Regions from separate parts of the Hordeum vulgare genome. Here region 1 is linked to region 2. A link is a contact called in public Hi-C data. All regions are on one chromosome and are shown on one strand. Each heading gives the region's core, a stretch centred on a gene start, on an enhancer-like site or on the middle of the called end of the contact. The rest is flanking DNA. Distances are from core to core; before and after follow the strand shown. Region 1 holds the start of LOC123432937 (trafficking protein particle complex subunit 13). Region 2 holds the start of LOC123432846 (probable prolyl 4-hydroxylase 3).

Region 1 (5,802 bases), core at 2,078-4,577, 930 kb after region 2:
TTATTGCCATGAGTTTCTTTTGCTAAATCACTGTAGCATGTATTGTTTTAAGAGAAGCACTGAAATTGCGTTTTCCGTTAACCATTCTACACTTCTCAGGGACTAACAATATGAATGAAGTAAAAAAGTCATATATGTTGGAGAGAGAGGGGGCAATGCCCACATTTCAGTTTACGTCAGTTGTCAAAGTTAAATCACGCACCAAACATGCTTTTTTTTTATTTCATCATGTTGACAGATAACAATTATAAGTTACTGAAAATGTTACTGCACCTCCATTTGAACATTCCTCTCCAGTCCCTGTAGTTTCTTGACCAAAACATCTGTATAAGAGCCATTACATGGTATATTATATCTGTATGTTATCTGGAAACCGTGAGTTAGCTAGCTTGTTCAGAGCCACTGTAAGACTGATTACTGGGATAGTTTACTTTGTTGTATTAATCTACCCAGTTGACTACTGCAGTTTTACTAACCGTGTATTACTGTAAGACTAAGATTTGATTGGATAGTTTACCGATGATATACTGCAGTTTCACTAATTACTTGGACTCAGGATTTTCTACATGCTTCTAATGCAGTTTCACTAATTATTTGGACTCGTGAAATGCTTTATTGCAGGTGAAGGTTCTATTTCTCATATTGGTTGACCTTTGTCGAAGGACATCAGGCTTGCAACACCCATTGCCTGTTTCTCAGGTTGGCACTAGCAACATAATTATAAGGCTGCACTTCATCGACGGCACTTACACTGTGCTCCCTGAGGTAGTGGAAGCATCTCTTGGTCCCCATATGCAGGTACAACACAGTTTCTCAACGAACCTTCGTCCGTTTAAGAATTTATGTATATGTGTGAGTGTCCAACATTTAAATAACATGCGATAATAATAATGGTATATTGTCTTGGAGAAAAAGAGATTGTAGTATTCTATGTTCTCTGCTACTTATACTTGCCCAAGTTAATGGTGGATTTAGTCCCTAAAAGAATAATCAGCGACAATTAAAATGGATCGGATGGAGCACAACTTTGTACTCCCTCCGTCACGGTTTAGAAGGCACCCTTGTAAAATCTCTGGGACCAAGGTAGTCATCGATTGGTTGTGAGATGTAGCAGGTGTAAATACTAATGCACCTAATCAACTGAGAAAATACTAGTACTAATGTGCGAGCAGCAAATTGGGAGGGCGCATGCATGAGTAGTACTAGTACTAATTAATAGGAGTAATTGCTTTCGCGCCTTAAACCTTGTCTATTTTGGAATGCACGCAAGTTTAACCGTGCCTTCTAAACCGTGACGGAGGGAGTACTAAATCAGCGGCATTTAATATGGATCGGAAGGAGTACTGTTTTTGAGTGACTCGGGTGATTCCGGTACTTATACTATACAACCTCAGTAAACAAGTGCCAAAGATAATAAAAGGCAAGTGAAATAGTGTTACCACCATGGAGGTGGGGCAAGGACATGTGAGTTGTAACTCGACATGTTCAGAGCCTCGCAGGTATTATTTATGGGAATCAGGGGGTCTCATTCTCAACGAAGTGTGTGGAGAGGTGGTGCAGCGATCTGAATATGCATGCTATTTCATTTTGTATTTTTTTTGCAGAACATGCCGCGTCCACGGGGAGCTGATGCTGCTGGTCTTTTACTTCGAGAATTGGAACTACAACCTCCTTCTGAAGAATGGCATAGGCGCAACATGTTTGGAGGGCCCTGGTCAGAACCAGATGATCTCGGTCCATTGGATAATATGCCACATCTGAAAATAGGTGGTCATATCAACCCACACGCGTCTGACATGGAAGAGGAGGGTAAAACTAACTTTGGGATTCAAAGTCTTTGGCCAAGAAAGCGCCGGTTGTCTGAAAGAGATGCAGCATTTGGTCTGAAAACATCTGTAGGTCTTGGAGCTTATCTTGGCGTAATGGGGTCTCGACGAGATGTCATTACAGCCGTGTGGAAAACAGGACTTGATGGTGAATGGTATAAGGTGAGTATGCTTAGATTCGCTTGGCAATTAGTCTCATTCCTGTTTTTTTATACTAGATGTTATCAGTGTATTCTATCCAGTTTTGTGTCTAATCCTCTCTTCTGCAGTGCATACGATGTTTACGGCAAACTTGTGCATTTGCACAGCCTGGTGCCGCAAACATGGCAAATGAACGCGAGGCGTGGTGGATCAGCCGGTGGACCCAAGCATGTCCAATGTGTGGTGGGTCATGGGTGAAAGTTGTGTGATCGCTGTCTTCCGTGACTACTTCACCATGCTAATTCTTCTATAGTAGTTGCTGCTTGGCCAAATCTGAACGAGCATTGTTGGTTACCATGTTGGATAATTTTGTGCCCAACAATTAGATCATCAGTCTCATGCCCCAGCGCTTTGGCTTTTACCTCCAGAGGTCAAAAGCTTAAAGCAGATACTGAGACTTGGCTCTAACGGCTATGTAAAAGTATAGTAATATTAGGGGAGATGGCAATGTTTGCATTGTGCGTTTCTTATGTGTGTAAATGTATCACAATGTTCGAACAAAGCTGTTAGATACACATATTGCTAGTGATGGATGTAGCTAAATTGCTAGCGATGTGAAATGATGATTTACCCCTCATCTTTAGGTGAGTTCAGCTATTTTGATAAAAATAAACTCTGCACACCATGTAAATTTATGTGAATGTTATGTTCTGTTAGATGAGATGGAAGCTGCAGTTGTCACTACCTAGTTCCTTGGCATCGTATGTTCTTGGATCCTTTGATTCAAAGGATTTTTGTAGGAATTTTGAATCCTGAAGGATTGGAAACCTTATGATTTTTTCCCACACTGTTTGTTTGATTTGTATGATTGAATCCTATAAGAAATTTTCCTAAGCATTCCTTTGTACTCCCTTCGTTTCAAAATAAGTGACTCAAAAATGACTTAGTTCTATACTAATTTTAGTACTATAAAATAAAGTTATTTTTGAGTCACTTATTTTGGGACCGAAGGAGTATTACATTTCATACGAATTTTAGCATCCACTCAAGCCTCTTAGAAGTAGAAAGGATCTTTTGTTTTTTCTATGATGCAGGCAAACCAAGATAATGTAGTATTCAAAAGAACATGACATTACAATCCTATCTGAGAAGACTGAAATCCTACGAATCAATGACAAAGAGGCCCTTGATTTCACGGCAGTGTTATGCTTTGTTTCCCGATTTCTTTTGCTGATGTGATCGTGCTGTGTTCGAAGTTTACAATTTTCTCAGCTCCAGCGCGATTTTTTTATTGAACTAATTTCGCCCTCTAAAATAGATAGACGAACTTTAGCTGCACTTTTCGTTTCTTCTTAACTAGCTAGTCTTTTGAGTGCCGCGAAACTGCGACGCGACTTCAGAAACGAGATCACATCCATCCAGATCTCTCTGCACATCGCTAGCGATGTCGTCGCCCTACGCCGGCGCGCAGCAGCCGTCCCCGGCGACGCACCAGCTGCCGGCGGCGCAGCAGAACCATTCGCTGGCGTTCCGCGTGATGCGGCTGTCCCGCCCTTCGCTGCGGCCCGACCCGGCGGCGCTCCTCCGCTTCGACCCCCGCGACGTCTTCCTCCCCGAGGACGCGCTCACCTCCCCCGACCCCTCCGCCGCCGCCGACTTTCTTCAGGGCCTGCTCCACCCGCCCGACCCCGGCGCAGCCACCACCGTTGCCGGGGACTTCACCTTCCGCGATCGCTTCCTCCTCCACGACACCGCCGACGCCCTGGCGCCCCCCGGACTCCTCGTCCTCCCACAGGCCTTCGGGTTAGCCTTTCCATTTCCTTATAGACTATAATGTTTTGTGCGGCTCTAGACGAGAGCCTGCGCTGATGCTTCTGTGTCTTCGTGAGTAGGGCGATCTATTTGGGGGAGACATTCTGCAGCTACATCAGCATCAACAACAGCTCCGGCTTGGAAGCCAGGGAAGTCATAATCAAGGTGTGTTGAGCCGCCGCGCTCTTTTTGTCTCACGAAGTTTCAAGTGCATTAGATCATCTCTAGACAATTGTCTCAATTTCTGACGGAAACCATTGATTCAATTGGTCCAGTTATTATTGGCTGGTGTGAATTGTGACACGTCAGTTAAACTGCTACTTCCTAAATATTCATAGTTCAATTTGAACTACCAAAACGTCTTATATTTAAGAACGGAGGGACCGAGGGAGTAGGTTATTACTTTTGGAATCTCCGGATCAGCAGGATGCTGCATGTTTAGCCTTAGTTCTTGTCGCTGTGGTCATGACCAATCTTATTGCTGCAGTCATTACCAAAGATAGACTTAGTTCTTATTGCTGCAGTCATGACCTATCATTAAGGTCGATTACTGAATCGCCTTGCTACCGTCATGAATGTTCAGTTGTAATTTGTACGTTGCAGTTTCCATATGGTGTTTGATCAAGTCGATCTACAACTGGTGATATGAGGTATCAGCACATGTGAGACAGTATGCACGCAAGTAGCATCATTATTTTCATGTGGATGGCTGGCCTTAGCTCTTTTTAGCTCTTGTTATGCATGCACGATAGTTCCGATCATGGATTTGCAGGTCTATCTGTCTTCAGATTTGTGATACTTATGCATTCCCTTTTGTGATGATATGCATTGTGGACTCTGCTCTCTCATACAGTTTGGTCTTACTCTGTCACAAAGTTTGACTGAACTTTACTTGCATTAGGCAGAAATACAAACCGAGAGACAGAGGATACTTCTCCTGGATACATCGAAATCACCTGTTGAATCGATTCGATCAGGGGGTAGATATGATTTTATCGTGGAGCATGATGTCAAAGAACTTGGCGCACATACGTATGCTCCTTTCCTTTTTATTTAACTTCCACAACTGTTGCTTTGGCGATAGCAATCTTGATTATTTATTTGATTTGTGTGGTTATTGAATCCAGGCTTGTCTGTACTGCTTTATATAATGATGGTGATGCGGAGCGTAAATATCTTCCTCAGTTCTTCAAGTTTACTGTTTCAAACCCATTGTCTGTTCGAACAAAGGTACTTTACTTCTCGTATTTATATATGTATGTATCTGATCTATGTTCTGTAGGTCGAATCAATAATCTGGGTTTCACCTCTTTTTTTTCAGGTTCGCACCATCAAGGTAGGTTACCTCATGCTTTACAAGTGTACATGTAACTGTGAGTCCTTCGATTAAATGTAGGTGTCTTCTTTAGGAATCATTAAATGTATATGTTTGCAAAGATCTTTTCACATTTGCTTCTAGATTATAGTTTCCCTACTTAATCTTGCCCTCTGTGCTTAGATTGTAACCTTGTAGCAATAGCAGTTCACATTTCTTTTTCATGCTTGCTATTCTTTTTTTTTTGGCCCTCTTTTTACCAGCTCAGCTTTCTGCTGAGAATCATCTGTAAACTCTTTTTACTGCCGTATTCTTATAACTGACTAGAACTTCTAGTGGAGAAATCTCAGTGTTCTCCCCTGGGAATAACACTTCAGGGAACTGTTTATTTCGTTAAACCTATAGCACTGTATATTCCATTATACCTGCAGTACTATTTATTCCCTACTGTTTATTTCTTCGACATTAAATTTGTAGTACTGTTATTCTGTTATTACTGTAACAACCTATTACCTTAACTTGATGGGGTTATTTCCTTTAAATTGTGTAAAATTGATGGGGTTAGTCCCTTTAAACCTATAATATTGTTTATTGTATATATTCCATTTTCATTTATTAATTCACCATGGCAATCTTGAACTCCATATAGTTGATCCACGTTGACAGGATACTACATATCTGGAAGCCTGCATAGAGAATCATACAAAA
Region 2 (5,610 bases), core at 1,062-3,561:
GCAACATAATCTATGTTGCAAAAGACCCGTCAGTCATATTTTAACCCGCCAGTCGGACGACGTAGCAACGTGCTTGTTTCCGCAACTGGAGCGTTGTTTCAGGATTTTGTGTGGTGGACGGAGGCGACCGAGCTGGTGATCGGACGGTGCACGCGTATGCATCAGATGGCTAAAAGGGTGATGGATGGTTACCACAAATGTATCAATGGATGTCTAGCAGTCCCTTTTTATAAGCTCTGCTGGTGCATAGGACCTCGCGCTTATGGGCCGTGGCCGAAGTAGCTCCGTGTGAGCGCTGGCTACGGAAGGAAAAAAAAATCGAGGAGGTGGTTTGCGGATTGGCATCTGGTGCCGACTTGCGTCTGATAGTAGTTGTAATCGTTACTCGAAAAGAAAGCAGTTGTAATCAGGCATTGCTGCGTATTTCACGTCGAGGGAGACTCTAGTCTAGCTAGCTCTATATACAAAATACAGATTAGTCCTGGCCTCCGCAGATGCACTTGTTTTGCATACGACTTGTAGCTTCCGTCCGCGTCCGTGCTGCTGTTTTGTTTTCTTCTCCGTCTATCCATGGACAAATTCTTCAAGGCCAGGTAACTTTCGTTCTTCAAAGTTCTTTTCTTTTTGCGCTGGCTTCAAAGTTCTTTTTAGGGTGAAATACAGTACAATCATCACAAACATTTTGCCTTTTTTTAACACAGTATAAACGAAGTCGTTCATATACAAGAGCATGCGCTCATCACTATAAATGCATGTACACATATTTTATTTCTATAAGCATATCTAAAAGATTAAGCCAACACATCATCTTAAAATTGATGAAGTCACTACATACACCTTCGTAATCGATGAAAAAATCACTTACCAATGAAACAATAAATCTATTAAATCTCGAAATACATCCATAAAACTGTGATCATCCATGGCAAGTATGAACATGTCTGGGCAAGTGATCTGATCACCTTACCCAGAATAAAAGAATGTCAATCTTTTCTTTTGAGGGGTAAAACCCCCCTAAAGAAAAACAGACATTGTTTATATTTACATACCCTTTTTAAGATTTTATAGCTCTAATTGGATAAATTGACTTTGTATGGGCATTTCATTGACACCTACCTTAAATAAAATAAATTGATTTCGTATAAGGATTTCACTGGCAGCTATGAAGATAGATGCCCTAGCTGCAGTTTCAGATATCCTCTATATTTCATAAACTGTACAAACTGGTTTAGCGGAGCTACCCCTTTCCCGATCCCATATCTGCTTCCATGGCTGTTATGTAATCGGGTTGTCGGAAAATATAGGTGCATCGTTCAATGATAATCCACTTCACAGCCTACGCTCATCTGCATCCATACTAAATAGAATGAATCAAAATAAATATTAAAAAATCAAAGAGCTTCATTTTTTTACTTGCTAGATAGTTTGATAGTTTGCTTTATTTTTTAAATCACTCAGACATATGAGCATCTCTCGGCAAAATAAATAAATTCAAGGTCTATAAAATTTTATTGTTCATACACTGTTCTGAGTTGATTTGCTTTTTTACTAAGAGCTACTCAGATTTTTAAATGACCTGAAACTTAGATTGGACCTCGCGCAATAAATTTTCTATCATGTATTTTTTAGTTCCTTTTATAATTATTTTTCTAAACGGATGCAGATGAGTCTAGCACCTAAATGGGTCAGATTCTACTTGTCTTGCCGTCTATCTTCTGAGTGATTAAAAATAGTTTGTATAGCCTACATAGTTATTGAAGTCTGCGTCCCCTCCATTCATATTAATTGTTGAATATTTAGTATAGATATAAGAAATTATTCATATTTTAGTCGTGTAGATTTTTTTTAACATAATACAAACATAAACGCTTATGTACACGTGCATACACTCGTGTCTATAAATACATACACACATATCTAATTCCTGTGATCACCTTCGAGAGACTGAGTTGGTATAACATTTTAAAATTTATGAAATCATCATAGACACCTCGTTGTAAACGGAACTGTTTCTTTTCATTAAATATGCATCATAAAAAGTTCTAAAATAAATTCGAAAACCAAAATTTAAAACCTGACGGACCGATAATACCACCGTCTGCTGGCAATTTATTACCCATAGGTTGGTTCGGATTGCGGTTGTGTAGCTGGGCTGCGCGTCTGTACCTTGTCGGCCCACTCTTTTGCGCGTGGCCGGTGGACTTTGTCCGCAGTGGGGCCCACTTTCTCGCAATGCCGACACGTCATCTACGGGACCCACGGCACGCGCAGCAGTTTCACGGTACAGCTAGCATCATACCTCGTCGAGCCGAACAAATGCATCAGCAGCGGCAGCGGCAGCGGCAGCATATCTCATCGAGCCCGAAACAGACCGACGACTCGGGTCACAGCGCGAGAGAGAAGGAGAGACAGAGGAGGACGACGACGAAGAGGAGGAGGAGGAGGCGCTAAACCCACCGGGGCCGGCGCCGCGAGACCCGAGGCCAGGCCGCATCCCATCCCGGGCGGGCGCGATGGCGAGCAGGACGGCGGGGCGGGGCGGGAGGCCGCTGCTGGGAGGCGGCGCCGGGGGCGGGAGGCGCGGGAAGCCGTCCAAGGCGATCCTGGCCGCGCTGCTGCTCGCGTCGGTGGCGCTGCTGCTCCTCCTGGCGCTCGGCGCGCTCTCGCTGCCGGCCGGCTCCGGCCGCGGCGCGGTCCTCTCGCTCCCGCGCCCGCGCTTCCGCAGATCCGCGTTCGAGTCGTGCGTCCCCGTTCTTCCTCCGACGCCCACGGCCTCCGTGATCCGCCGCGTTCGTTGCCCTCCCTTTTTTTGCGCGAGATTGACGCGGTGCTTCTTCTTCTCCGTTGTCGTTGTGCAGGAGGCTGGAGAAGGGCGGGGAGAAAGGGGAGCCCTGGACGGAGGTCCTGTCCTGGGAGCCACGGGCGTTCATCTACCACAACTTCCTCGTGAGTCTCTTGCCTTGCCCCCATTCTGTGTTTTGGTTTGGGCCGGGACGGCTGCCTCTTTATTCTTTACGTGCTTTGTTATCGGTTCTAGGATGCGCGTTGGGAGATCTTGAGATCTTTGTTGGTGATTTTAGACGATTGTTGAAATCCAGTTTAAGAGCTCGTTGTACACATTGGCCCAGCCGTACCAGATTAGATTCGTGAAGTAAAATCCGAAATGCTTGTACTTCAGTCGCAAGAATGCCGAATGAAGTTTAGTTATGATGTGAATTTGGTACAGAAAATTGTGCACTAAGGAACCAGGCGTGAGCTGGATCGCTGCTGGCATTTTGCCGTGGGAGGGCTATTGTACATGCTGGGTGTCCGGACATGGCTCTTGCTGAGTTCTACATGTGTGTTGTCCATCTAGGAATCCTCATATATATAGTCACACATAATTTGTGCTTCGAATCTGCTTGACCTTCAAGTCAGGGGCTCAAACTCGGAAGTTCAGGCACATGTGCTTGGGACAAAGAAGTAGATGATAAATATTAACACTGGCATTAGAAACTTGGCATTGTGATTATTAGTATCCAAAATGCCTTTGGAAGGTGTTTACTTCTGATGACATTGCATAATAGGAGATGAAGAAATGTCATGTGTGTTTGTTGTATTTATTATAACTGGTTAGTTCGCTTCAAATAGCGATCTGGGTATGACTGACTTTACTGCTGCTCTCAGTCCAAGGAAGAATGTGAATATTTGATTTCATTGGCAAAGCCTCACATGAAGAAATCGACAGTGGTTGATTCTGCAACTGGAGGGAGTAAAGATAGCAGGTTTGGACACTGCAAATTCTTCTTTCTTTTGGAACTGTTACGGAACCTGATGCCCACTTACGCTTAATTAAATGTATTCAGGGTGCGAACGAGTTCAGGAACATTTCTTAGAAGAGGGCAAGACAAAATTGTTCGCACCATTGAGAAAAGAATATCAGATTTCACCTTCATACCTGTAGGTATGGCGTACGTACCAATACCATGGATACTTGAAAGTTTGTTTACCTTTCTATGTTTTTGCTAGTATGCCTAGGGAAAAGATTACCACAGAACTTAAGGTCTGAATATATTTTAAATACACTGTATTGTTCATTGGAAGAACCTTTCAGCTTTAATTCAGCATAAATAAATTGAACACCACCTCAAATTATCGGAAAGTGTCATTTTGTTTAACTCAAAGTTATAACTATAGTTGCTCCTCCAAATCTGAACTGTAAGTTTGTGAACTTCAGTTTTACGCCGATGCATTAGTCTTCGTCATGGTATAATTTCAAAGTTTTGATTACCATGCAATACTGTGTGTCATTGATTTACCAAAAGTGCACTTGCTTGCGACTTAGTTTGAATAGTTCATGGAGCGTTAAGTAACCATGCAAAGTAATGTATTATTCCCTCTGTCCGATAATATAAGACATTATTACATCCAATATACTCACATATTGGATGTAATAACGTCTTATATTATGAGACGGAGGGAGTAGTACATTATGGAGTGCAACTGCATTGCGTTTCGGTGATCTGGTGTTTTCACAGTTATGTTCAGCAAGAATTATCAAGCCTATACCAATTGGCAGCAAGGGTTCCACTAGGAGTATTAGCTTACAACCTTATGGCACTATGTTCAAGTTTACATTGCCTTTTCCTGATACTAGGTGATACTTTCGCACCCAATTGTTTGAGAATCTCATTTGAGAAGTAGAATTACACCTATCAGTAGACAAAAAGACTTTTTGGTACTCAAATAAGCTGTCAAACTATCTTATTCTTAAGTTAGCTTAGATGCTAGGTACTTGGTTTAGTTAAACATTTATTTCTTTGAGCACCTTGTCATGGACCACAGACCTGGCCCTGTGTCTGCCATTTTCGGATTTTCCCAACAAGGTCATTGCCAGCAATTTCAATTTTATAGCATACCAAGTGGTAGAAGACAAAAGTTTAAAATTGTGCATGAACATCAAATATTGGACATGGTACACTGTACCAAAATTGTTCACCAAATTCACAGTTGCACTTGGGACAGCGCCCATACATGCAGAGCATGATATCATACATGTTAAAGTCAAATATCTCATCTTTAACTACACAGTGCATGTCTACCCTTACAAAAAATAATATAAAAAAGACACACACACTAAATTATGCACTCCACTGTGTTTAGTACATCTTCGAAACTTCTTTATGCTTTGTAAAGCCACTTGAATGAAATAAGACATGACGCGCATGCCTAACAACATAATACATGAGCTGTCTTAACTCCATTTTATGCAAAAATAATACTCCCTCTGTCCCAAAATAACTGTCTCAACTTTGTACTAACTCTAGTACAAAATTGTACTAAGCTAAAGACACTTATTTTCAGACGGAGGGAGTAATAATTAGTGCACTGCAGAAATATCACATCGCGAGCCCTAAATGGCTGAATGTCGTTAAAAACTGCCTAGTTCAATGCTTAACCACATGAGAGTTGCACAAATAAATTTTGTTTTCTACCTACCCCTTTTGAGTTCTTGAATGTTTGAATGTTGAAGCATGGAAGCACTACTCTTTTCATTCTGTAGCTGCTTGATATTTCCTCTGGAAGTTTTCTTCAAATTTGATGCCAATTTCTTGTCTTTCTTATTCATAA

What was found. A called contact is a pair of places that touch in the nucleus more often than the background predicts.
Region 1: a contact with region 2 is called in a Hi-C map of leaf, with 4 times the contacts expected there. The contact joins the promoter of LOC123432937 here to the promoter of LOC123432846 in region 2. A contact is called at or near these places in 2 of 6 Hi-C or Micro-C datasets (leaf and seedling).

Annotation. Positions count from the first base shown.
Region 1 is chr1H:309,612,180-309,617,981 of MorexV3_pseudomolecules_assembly, forward strand. It overlaps LOC123432937 (trafficking protein particle complex subunit 13), which reads left to right and starts at 3,328. Exons shown (of 12, transcript XM_045115425.1): 1 at 3,328-3,770; 2 at 3,860-3,944; 3 at 4,681-4,811; 4 at 4,907-5,009; 5 at 5,101-5,115; 6 at 5,761-5,802. The coding sequence starts at 3,412. It overlaps LOC123432911 (mediator of RNA polymerase II transcription subunit 16), which reads left to right. Exons shown (of 16, transcript XM_045115424.1): 14 at 622-798; 15 at 1,605-1,988; 16 at 2,096-2,711. The coding sequence ends at 2,236.
Region 2 is chr1H:308,679,032-308,684,641 of MorexV3_pseudomolecules_assembly, forward strand. LOC123432846 (probable prolyl 4-hydroxylase 3) reads left to right here and starts at 2,312. Exons shown (of 8, transcript XM_045115419.1): 1 at 2,312-2,740; 2 at 2,859-2,946; 3 at 3,667-3,764; 4 at 3,846-3,943. The coding sequence starts at 2,514.